Linked DNA regions of Mus musculus: region 2 is linked to region 1. A link is a contact called in public HiChIP or PLAC-seq data. All regions are on one chromosome and are shown on one strand. The core of a region is the stretch at or near the end of the contact, and the rest is flanking DNA. Distances in the headings are between cores, read along the strand shown.

What was found. HiChIP or PLAC-seq counts read pairs in DNA pulled down with a chosen protein or histone mark.
Region 2: an H3K27ac HiChIP or PLAC-seq map of embryonic stem cells shows a contact between it and region 1, with 4 times the contacts expected there. The contact joins the enhancer-like site here to the promoter of Bsx in region 1. A contact is called at or near these places in 1 of 39 promoter capture datasets (hippocampal neurons), 1 of 484 Hi-C or Micro-C datasets (embryonic stem cells), 1 of 115 datasets of contacts at active chromatin or transcription factors (embryonic stem cells) and 1 of 9 other capture datasets (embryonic stem cells).

What each region holds. Positions count from the first base shown.
Region 1 is chr9:40,870,868-40,876,494 of GRCm38.p6, forward strand. It overlaps Bsx (brain specific homeobox), which reads left to right and starts at 3,260. Exons shown (of 3, transcript NM_178245.3): 1 at 3,260-3,572; 2 at 5,427-5,623. The coding sequence starts at 3,311.
Region 2 is chr9:41,932,686-41,938,312 of GRCm38.p6, forward strand. No RefSeq gene overlaps it. Among named protein-coding and RNA genes, the nearest start is that of Gm36227, 16 kb to the left of the region's middle. Within about 2 kb of position 3,211, at least 142 of the 459 cell types and tissues checked have an H3K27ac peak or open chromatin away from gene starts, as enhancers often do. A contact at or near this core is called in embryonic stem cells and hippocampal neurons, where this site is marked.

The DNA.
Region 1 (5,627 bases), core at 2,010-4,509:
TTTATTTTATTTTATTTGAGATGGGATTTATTTATGTATCTGAGGCTGTCCTGAAACCAACTATGTTGACTAGACTGGTCTTAAACTCACTGATATCTTTGCTTTCTTAAAGGAAGGTGCCTTCAGGCCAGGCCTTATTTTAAAATTTGACGAGTACAATTTAAAATAATCAGTATGGGTCACGTGCTTTATTACGGATCAGCACAGTTCTAGGCTTCGGGGTTAAGCCAGACAACGACATATCTCTTTTTGTTTTCTTTTTTTTTTTTAAGATTGTTTCCCTGTGGGTCATAATTTTTACCTCCTACCTAAAATCTATCGCAGAGGTGGTTACCCAGAGTGTCTTGGACCCGAGAGAGGTAGTGTTGGAAGGTAGACGGCGAAACGGCTGTCACCGAGTTGTCCACTTTGCAATACCTATCACCTCCTTCCCTTAGAACAAGCCAGGACTATGACCCCGAGGGGACTGGACACCTTGTACCCTTGCATTCACCCCAGAGCGCAGTAGGACTGCATCAGAGCTGGTTTTGGTCACTCTAGCGTTTTCCCAGGGTTCCGCTCAAGAGCCCGGCCAGTGGGGGAAACTTTCCCAGCATCCTGTGCCTCAGGATTTCCTCAGGGGTCTGGGACATAGTAGGGCCTGGAACCAGAGGCCAGAACAGGGCTAAAAAACCTTTTGAGAACTAACCTTATGCACACCGCCCGCTCGCATCCGGGCTTCTTTGGCGCATTGGGCTCAGGGCCCCACAGGTTCTCCTATTAGGATGTGTCTGGGACTGGAGGAGAAAGGGTCTCTCTTCTGTTATGGGTAAGGGTGGCGGCGGCACCGAGAATGCCTAAGAGTCCCCAGGGGTCTGCTTTGGACCTGGCAGGGGTATTCATCCAGCCTTTTAGCATTGCTCGCTGGCGGCGCTAATAGGCAAGGGAAAGACGCCAGCGCCCCACGTCCTGCTCCTTTCCCGGAGACCCGGTTTCCTTGTCTCTTTACTTCTTAGGTTCCTATAGCGACCTAAAGAGGCAAATGCAGGATGGCCGGATTTCTGAGAAAAACGCCTTCCAGTTTCTGTCCTTGGGCAGCTTTGCTCGAGGTTAGCCTGGGCGTGATCCTCCGCCGCTTCTGTCCTGGGGAGAGCCATAGGCGGAGCGGAGAATTCGGCGTCTATTTCCGGGTCTACAGACTGTCAGAGACCGAAGGACCAAGAAGGGAGTCTGACACTCTTCTTCCCCTTGCGATTCCTCGAGCAATCTGAGGTGTGTAAAAGAGTTGTCTGTGTCACAGCACAATCACTGGCATTGTTCTACTAACCCCGTTGCCCAAGTGACATTCAGTCTCTTCTGTTTCTAAGGTATAAGTTAGTCCCTGACCCAAGGAAGCTGAAAGCCTGCCCCCCGGAGGCCGGGTGAGGATCTACACAGTGGCTGGGAACCTAGACATGGGCTGAAGCTGACACCCACTAAAGTCTCGCTGTAAGAGGCCCGCCCCACTATAGCTTGCCAGCCTGTGTTTGGAGATAGAGAGTAGATTGATATTCTTTTGCTGCGTAGGGATGATTGATATCCATTTGCTACATTCACGCTTCGAGTGGAGGTGGGTGGACTTCCTTTATGTGTGGACCATCACCCCAGTTCCTCTTCAACATTTTCTTCTATCTCCCTCAGTCCCAAAATCGATGACTTGACCAGGAAGCTGGTTAGGGAACTTCTGTAGAGTCTACTGTCTTTCCTTTCGGAGGTCATCTCCCCTCTGCCTTCACTTCCTACAATTACAAACTTTAAGACACAAGTCCCCTTCCAGACAAAGAGGAACACTTCTGACTTCATTTAAGTGGTCTCGGTCCCTTACCAAGCTCTCCTTTCACTGGCTGCTGCCAGGCTTCCTTCCTCTGTTTCCTCCCCCTATCTGCTTACCAGTGTGTCCGGGTGGTACAGGACACTCCCACTTCCCGGAGCACTGAAGTTTGGGGCCTAATTGATTCTGGTAATTAATTTGTTCTACCTGCTAGATCAGATGGAAATCCTACTGCAGCGCCCGAGGATTAACACTTGACTTCGCAGCACCTCTGCTAATTATCTAATAGCATGGGTTGTGAGGACTCAGTCTCTGTTAAAACACTTTTGCTATTAGCTGTAGTGATTGGAATTGTGATGACGACTAGATATCAACAAATTAGAGCTTAAAAATGAGGAGATGGAAGAGAAGTGGCTTCTTTTAATTTCCCCGAATTTAACATCAATAATTAGAGCAATTTTCAGAGATGCGAGCCCAAATTACTCCTGCTGTGCTGTAGATGATCACCTTAATTTTAGCAAATTGACTCCAGGGAAATAAATGTGACAGATTAGAAAAAGACAAACAGAAAAAAAAAGGAAAAGATTGGAAAGAAGAGTAAGGAAAGAGGCAGAGGAAAAAGAGAGGGAATAAAATCTAACACAGTGATGGGGACCCTGTAGCTGGAACTGGTGATGTGGCAGAAATAGCAAAGAACTGTAAGACTGAAGTGAAGAGCAGCCAGGAGGGCGGCAGGGAAAGGTGACTACGGACAGATTTAAAATGACCAAGTCTGTGATGCACATAGACCCCCTCTGTCCACTCCTTAAATTCCCGATAAAGAATCTTCCACCTGTCATCTTTATTTCCCCCAACAATTCAATCATCCCTGTTGTCAATTTAATCTAACTCTAGCAACTTGGTGTAGCGGACAGAGTGCATCTTCATTTCTTCACTTCTCTTTTCCTTTTGCTTTCGATTACTGAAACTCTTTAAAAGACAACAAACTGGCTCAAATGCTTGAGTTAAGTGCTTTAATCCTAGGCTATTGGGACTCTCTTGGTGTTCTCTCTAAGAGGCAGGTCGTTAAACAACGGTGAAAAAAAATCATTTTCCGTCTTTTAAAAAGACGGAACACAGGAGGCAGCGCTTGCAGGAGAGGGGTAGAAACTGGGGTCTAGAAACCGTATAGGAACCCATTGGGCTCAGCACTCCCTGCTTGGCCAGACGCATTCAGCACCGCGGACAGATCCCCGCCCCGCCCCGAGCCCACCCCACCCTCCCCTCTGCCTCTGCAGCCTCCCTATTGGTTCGCCGGGCTCCCCTCTCCAAGCTGCCAATTCTCCAACACACAGAACCAACCTACCCCGGCGCTGGAGAGGCAAGAAGACAAGCGCCGGGGATAGCCCAGGTCCGTATAGCTGCCGGGATCTGAGCCTGGGCGATCAGGAGCAGCTGCAGGCTCTTGAGTAGGCCTGCCGGGAAGCTGTTTGCTTCCTGCACTTTGTCCGGGCCCTCGCCCTGTGACAGGCGCTCTGCAAGATGAATCTCAACTTCACTTCCCCTCTTCATCCAGCATCTTCTCAGAGGCCCACGTCGTTTTTCATCGAGGACATTCTGCTACACAAGCCCAAGCCGTTGAGGGAAGTGGCCCCTGACCACTTTGCCAGCTCTCTGGCCTCTAGGGTGCCTTTGCTAGACTATGGCTACCCCCTTATGCCCACACCCACCCTCCTCACCCCTCACGCTCATCATCCTCTGCATAAGGGAGATCACCACCATCCTTATTTCCTGACCACCTCAGGTAAGTAACAGAGGCCTCTAGGAGTAGGGAGTGGGCTTTTTTTTTTTTTCATCCCCCAGAGCAGAGACTATATCAGTCCCGGTGGTCTTCTCCTTCGGTAGCAGTGGAAGGTTAGGGACATGGTTGAGAGCTCCCTTGAAGCAGGCCAACGGAAGGGAGCAATTTCTGGTCACTTCACAGTTTGTATAACTAGACAGGGATTGTGTCTGGCCAGAGGAAGCTGGAGTAGATAGATGTGATCATATTCCTGGTGGGCAGTGTTTCTTCCAGGCAACTTTGGCTCATCTCTCAATGCCACTTCTAAACTTCCTCCACGTCAGGAGGGTTCCTCAACCATCTTGACCTAGGGAAATGGCACTGAACTTTCCAGTGTGTGTGTGTGTGTGGGGGGCATGAAAAGGCTTCACCTGGCCCGCTCTCTTCTGCTAGGTTGGGTCAGGAACATTTGCAGATTCTGCAGGAGACATAGAAGTGAGGGAGGGCCGGGGGTAGTCTGCCACTGGCAGGAAGGGGTCGGGGCAGAAGGGAGCTGCAGTTCTCCAATGACCTTCACTTCCCGTGTTCAACATTTAACTCATAAGCAGTCTGCTTGGCTTCCTTGCTCTGGCCCAGTTGCTGGAGTCGCTGAAATATTTCAGATTTACTGTTTGACAATGAGTGGGGATTGGTAAAGTAAGACTGGGCCTGCAAATGCTGGGGGATGTCTGCATTGTGTTCCTTTATTTGTTTCTCTCAGTCTGCACGAACACTTTCTTCCCTAGCATTTCCAGTCCAGCCACACAGAGAAATCTTCTAGTTCAGTTGCTGAGCACAGTAGTAAGCTGGTTCTAGTGGGGGCTGAGGGAAGGGGGCAGACGATGTATGGAATACAGGCACTCAAATCCAGGAAAAAAGTGCTGAAAGTCTAGGACAGTAAAACCCGCTCAAAAGCTCTAGGTTAACGAGGCGCGATCTTAAGGCTCCTGGAGAAATCAGCATTGCTCCCTGGCTTTGACACCTGCCTGAAAATATACTCTTTTCCCAGTACTGGTGTTGGGCAAAATTCATGGTGCTGAAATGCTTGATTGTCGTTTTCCTCTCCTGGGCATTGGCAGATACTGGTGTCTGAGGCCCGGATGCTTGGGGCGCCTAATATACCAGGTAAAGCTGAGAGGGTCGCGAAACGGAAGCATCCAGCGAAAAGTCGCTCAGCTCTCCTGATGCTGGGCTCGGAGTCGGAGAGAAATGGTTTAGGATCAGACTAGGGAGTGGGGTCTCCAGGGCAACCCTGCTACTGACAAGGAAATGTCACGGGCCAGCGCCACAGTTTCTCGGAATATGCGTTTTTTCGCGCTGTATTTGGTTGATGGAAGGATGAGAACGACCAGGAAAAAGGTGCTTTTTAGAGTTGAGTTATTAACCGCATAGCACAGTACTCAGTGTTTGTTGGTAGGGGTCTGGATAGATGCAGGTGGACAATCCTTGTCCAACTTCGGACTTTTGCAAGCAAACTTTGAAGGCCTAACAGATAACTGGAAGTGTGCGCAGGTTCTGAAGAAGTTTCCCCAGAAAGATATATTTTTTCTTTTTTCTTTCTTTTTTTTTAAAGGGCCTCTAGATCTTTTATCTATTTTTCTTTTCTGTTTTCTTTGCTGTTTTTTATTTGAATTTTGGGATGGCCTTCTAGGAAAAGATCCCCAAGCGCTATTTTGTGGCTCCTCTTCCGGCTGTTATTGAGAGATGGGTTCCAGGAGCTTTGGAGCAAGTAGGAGAGAGGGAGGGAACGCTGGGCGCTGGGATGGAGTGGAGCGGGAGGATGGAGGATGCTTCCTCCGAATGCGGGCTCTGTCCGTCAGACTGCTCTTGTCTCTGTAGGGATGCCGGTCCCGGCGCTGTTCCCGCACCCGCAGCACGCGGAGTTGCCCGGGAAGCACTGCCGCCGCCGCAAAGCTCGCACGGTGTTTTCTGACTCGCAGCTCTCCGGCCTGGAGAAAAGGTTCGAAATCCAGCGCTACCTGTCGACGCCAGAGCGTGTGGAGCTGGCCACTGCCCTCAGCCTCTCAGAGACTCAGGTGA
Region 2 (5,627 bases), core at 1,961-4,460, 1.1 Mb after region 1:
TTATGCCAAATAGAAATATTCCCCAAACAAATGGTACTGACCTCATGATTCTGTTTATGTGAAATTCTACAGCAGCCAGCACCATAGCAATGATTGTACTCATGAAGGGACAGAGGACAGACCAAGGGGTGCTGGGGACTTGCAAAGGGACACAGCAGATGACAGGAATGGTCATGTCTTTCTTTATTTTGGTAGTGCTTTGTAAGAGTACACACACTAATCAAAGTTCATCAAAATATACATCTAAATGAACTGTGTGTGTGCATGTGTGTGCAAGTGTGTATGTGTGTGTGTGTGTGTGTGTGTGTGTGTGTATGTACATGTAGAAGTCACAGATCAAACTCCCATGTCTTCTTCAAGTGTTTTGCCTATTTCTTTTCCTGAGACAGGCTTTCTCTATGAAGCCCTGGCTATCCTGGAACTCACTATGTAGAGCAGGCTGGCCTCGAACTCACAGAGATCCATTGGCCTCTGACTCCTGAGTGCTGGGATTGGAGGTGTGCACCACCATACCTAGCTTCTGCCTTATTTTCTTGAGATGTGCTCTCTCCCTAGCCCTGGAACTCACCCATTTAGTGAGACTGAAAGAGCAGCGAGCTCCAGGATTCTCCTGTCTCCCCACCCCTGATTCCCACCCTAAGAGCTGTGATTTCGGACATGCACCGCTGTCCCCAGCTCTTGTCCTTGTTGGCTTTAAGGAATCAAACTCAGGAGCTCACGCTACTGTGGCAAACGCTTTACCAAATGAGCCGTCCTCCCAGACTTGCGTGAGTTCATTTCGTGCACATCACGGATATGTGACTCATATCTCAGTAACACTGACTTTAGATAATCAAAGGAGACGGTGTAAATTGGATTTAAACACTGACTTTGCCTTATTCCACATTTTTCTGTAGCAATAAATCTTGGTCATCAAAACATTTGGTGGCACACGGTTGGAAGACATTCTGATGCTGACAAATGTTTCAGTATCTACCATGCCCTAGGCATTTGTGACCATGACAAAGAAAGCACCACGTCCTGTTCTTAGGGCGCAGTGCTTTAAGGGAGCCGGTGTTTGTTATTGAGCAGTACAGTCTGCGCTCTTATGGGGAAAGGGTCTGAGCAGCCCCGAGATCCTCTGAAAGGGAGCTTGGCTGAGTCCAAATGAGAAAGAAGGGAACTTTGGGATGGATGTACCCAGCGGAAGGGTGTGTATCACATTACAAAGCCGCTGTAGAAGAGGGAAACATTTTTTTCAAGGAAATGAAGGAAATTTAGTGTGCTGAAGCCCTAAGAAAAATGAGACAGAGTATGAAAGGCAGGAAGCCAGGTCCAGGCCACCGAGGAGCCCTAAGCAGGAGCTGCACGTACTGATCTGAGGCTGCTTGAGAAAACTGGCATCTTGTCCTCGGCTGCTGGCAGTGGGGAAGGGAGAGGGGGACCTCTGAAACATACGTGGCAACAGCCAAAGTTCTTCATGACTGATCGGGGGTGAAGGATAGGGCATCCACCATGTGTCCAAAATGGCAGTCAAACTTCTGGCCTGGACAACTCTTCTGACAAAAGCATTCTTTATTTAAAGAGTAGTAATACCGCCAAGAAGTGAAACAGAAGGACGGAGAAGATGAGGGATCTATGACTCCACCTTACTGGGGGGCTGTAGGCAATAATAGTGGGGCTCATCAAAACCTACAAGAGGATGAGAAGTCAAAAGCAAAAACATGAGGAGGAAGCGGGGCCCAGAACAGAGCCCAGGGGGAAACCAACTTTTAAAATCTCAATTTCTCTGTCTCTGTCTGATTCTGCCTCTCTCTGTCTCTCCGTGTGTGTGTGTGTGTGTGTGTGTGTGTGTGTGTGTGTGTGTGTGTGTGTGTATGTGTGTGCATAATGTCATTTTGGTGTGTGTGTTCATGTGTTAGAATGCAGGCACACTTGTGGAGTTAAAGGAAAACCTTGCGTTGTTAGTTTGTTTGGGACAGGGTCATTTGCTCGATGCTCTGTGTGACAGGGCTCATGAGCTTTCCCGGGAATTCTTCTATCTCAGATCCTCATCTTGCAGTGGGGGCACTGAGGTCAGACACATACCCACTGAGCCATCACTCCTGCTCAGAAAACCAACTCTTAAAGCCTAGCCAGAAGAATCCTGTCCCAGGAAGGACAATAAGGACAAGGAACCAGGCTGGGGGGGAGGGGGGAGGGGGGATTCAGAAACAAGTTATACTACAGAGGCCCCGGGTGGTGTGGGGACATAAACCTTCGAGGTAGGAATATCACCCCAACCCAGGGTTGCTGCCCAGTACCAAGGAGGGTATCATGCTGGCACTGGCATGACTGAGTTCTGTGGAAGCCATACCCCACCCCACCCCTGCATACCTGCAACACCTCCCTCTGTCACTAACAATGACATTGGGGAGGAGACAGGATCCCACAGCTTTAGACCTCCCTGCCCAAGAAAGATGCAACAGAAGACCCCGCTGTGGGGCTCCTTCCCCTGGTGACTTTTTCACTGAGCTGAACGACCACCTGTTTCTCCCAAATATCAGAGCATCATCCAAATTCTCTGCACTGTGCGCTGGGATGCTTTCGAGCCTGGGTCTCTTTCTTGGATCCCAGGAAAACAGGCTGAAACCCTGGTAGGTAGATAAAAAGACACGGATTGCCTAGAGCCCCTCAGGCCACTCGGTGATTCCTCCCGCACCCGCCATGGCAGCAGTTGAGCAAGAACATTAGTGTAACCTGTGTGGGGGAGTGACTATGAGCTTACCGACTCTACCTCCTTCCGAAGAGCAAGCTCCCACAAACCCTTTTCCCTCCTCCACCTAGTCCCTTCGCTGGCATGGTTCTCTTTCCTACGCAGAATTTATGCAGTTACTCGCTTTCACAAGCACCCAGGCAGGCTGTCTGGAGGCACCACCTGCTGCCAAGGCTATGGCTGAGGAGATCAGCAAACACTATCAGGGAGCCAGGCACCCAGTGGACCTATTTTCTGCTCCTTCAGCCAAGCACCCCCTGTAGCCGACTCCTGGGGCCCTTGCCAGATCCTGCCACGCATAGATCCTGCAGGGGAGAGCAAGAGACTGAGCACAGGGTCTTCCCTGGCTGCGCCCCTGCACGTGCACGCGGGCAGGTGTCCCTCCCCTCCCCCTTCGATTCCTGCGCAGGGCTGTGGTCCTTTGTGTCTGAGTCTCCTCGCGCGCGTCTGCTCTAGACTGGGTGGGGTGGGGGAAGCCGGAAGCGGCGTCTGGGACTTGAAAAATGCCTAGAAGGGTGGACCTTTCCATTCACAGCCCCGACCCCCTCCAGGGCCTCCATCCCCCTCCCCCATCATCCTCCTGCAAGCCCACACCACATCACCTCACCTCTCTTTCTCAGTTTCCTCTCCCCCACCCCCCGCCCCCGCCCAGGTCATCTGGATGTCATTGTCCCTGTGGTGGTTCCCCAGCTACGAGTTTGCATTCGCTGCCCCCACGTGTACGGAACTAAACGCACTAAAGCACCCCCACTCTGCATACCCTATACAACTTCACTTCCGGGGAAGACTCTCCAGGTACCTCATTCCCTGGCTCCATGATCCTCATAAAGAATGGCTTCTTTATCCCCAAAGAGTAATGAAAGGGGCCTAGGGGATATTTAACAAGAGCAGGGGGCACCGCCAGGAAGGGGACTACGTTTTTTTTGTGTTGAACAGTGGGTGGATGTGCTGCCTTGTGAGGCTTGGGCCAATTTCGTCCTTTCCTTAAGAATATAGGAGAGCAGTCTAATTCCCCTCCGCTCCTCTAAACGCAGACTTGGGAGGGGTGTGTGTGGACGGCTATACAGTGAACCCCATTAAAATGTTTTCCTTTTATTTAGCTTCAAAAGCTGTTACTTCATTCGATAACAGCATATATATATATATATATATATATATATATATATATATATATATGTATGTATGTATGCTGAAAAAGATCAGCAAAAACCTAGGACATTGTTGCTTTAAGAATCTAGACGAAAACACCTTAAATGAACTCTGCAGCAGACAGTTGAAGGGGGAAAAAAAAAAGCCCTTCTCTGGCCCTTGCTGCTTTTTGCCATTATTCATGATGTAATTTTTCAGGTGTTAGTTTGGCAGAGAAAGATTGGAACTGGGCTTGTTGCTAGGACATGAATGAAGAAGAGGAATCTCATTGGTTCCCCAGTACTTGTCTGGAGCCAATGAGATGGAAGGGGATGGAGTTGGGAGGGAGGCCACCAGGAAAAAAAAACAGAGAGAGAGAGAGAGAGAGAGAGAGAGAGAGAGAGAGAGAGAGAGAGAGAGAGGGAGGGAGGGAGGGAGGGAGGGAGGGAGGGAGGGAGGGAGGGAGGGAGGGAGGGAGGGAGGGAGGGAGAGAGAGAGAGAGAGAGAGAGAGAGAGAGAGAGAGAGAGAGGGAGGGAGGGAGGGAGGGAGGGAGGGAGGGAGAGAGAGAGAGAGAGAGAGAGGGAGGGAGGGAGGGAGGGAGGGAGAGAGAGAGAGAGAGAGAGAGAGAGAGAGAGAGAGGAGAGAGAGAGAGAGAGAGAGAGAGAGAGAGAGAGAGAGAGAGAGAGAGAGAGAGAGAGAGAGAACACTTCGGCCAGACTATTAATGCTTTGCTATGTTAAAATGAAGTGGAATACTGTGAAGGTGGGGTATTTTAGAGTATCTTAGGGTGTGGATGGTCAGTGGTGCCCAATGGACCAAGGCTGAAAAAATAAGCATTTAAGAGGCAGCTTTGTGTCGACTACCCTGGGTTTTTCTAATAATTCATTGTCATTGCCAGTCTGGAGCAAGATGCAAGCAAGGCCTCCTATGTTTAACACCCTTAACCCGCTGCCACACACCGTCTGGGGTCTGCAATGATGCTAAAGCTGGAGGCAGGAATGCTGGTGCACAGGCGCTGGGATTTTTCCTCTAGTCTTGACTAAGTGAACCCCAAATAACCTTCTGCTGTGTAAGTGAACCGGCTCTTGGTGTGAACTGGGACTCAACATGTTATCTGCCCAAGGCATTGGAACAGGCTCCCATCACACATTGCCATGGGCATCTCAGTGGGTAACAAGATCTGGCCCAGCCAAACCCCCAGTTCCAATGCCTTCCACATGGCCGAACACTGCAGCAAAGAATGTCACTGGGTTTCCTGACCAGCGGTATAAAATGGTCACCCACTTAAGCATTTTGAGCCCCAGGCTCCTGGCTAGCACAGTAAGTGACTCTGGGTGCCAATCATGCCTGGTTGCTTGATTTTGAGCAGTTCTTTGCAAGTAGGGAGGAAGAGGTGTACTGAGCCTGCAAGGCCCCGTCTTTTCCTCCGGGAGTTCTACAGGGCCTAACAAACACTGCTGCTTACCATCACCTATTGTCTGAGCTGCAGCTGTATCCCACACCTTTTTCTTTAATAACTGGGCAGGGCTTTGAGCTGAGTGATTTGAAACACACACAATAAATTGACTTCTATTGGGTTATAGACCAGGCTGGTTTATTTACACCCTGGAGGAGGCTCAACCTCTGCCAGATTCCTGACTTCAGAGATTTTGTGGCTGCCGTCCAGCAACATAAAAGGATTTTTCCTTGTAACCGGAGCACTTCCTAAAACCACAGGCAGTTTCAATCAATTACCATCTCTGGATGCAATACAAAAATTTTAAG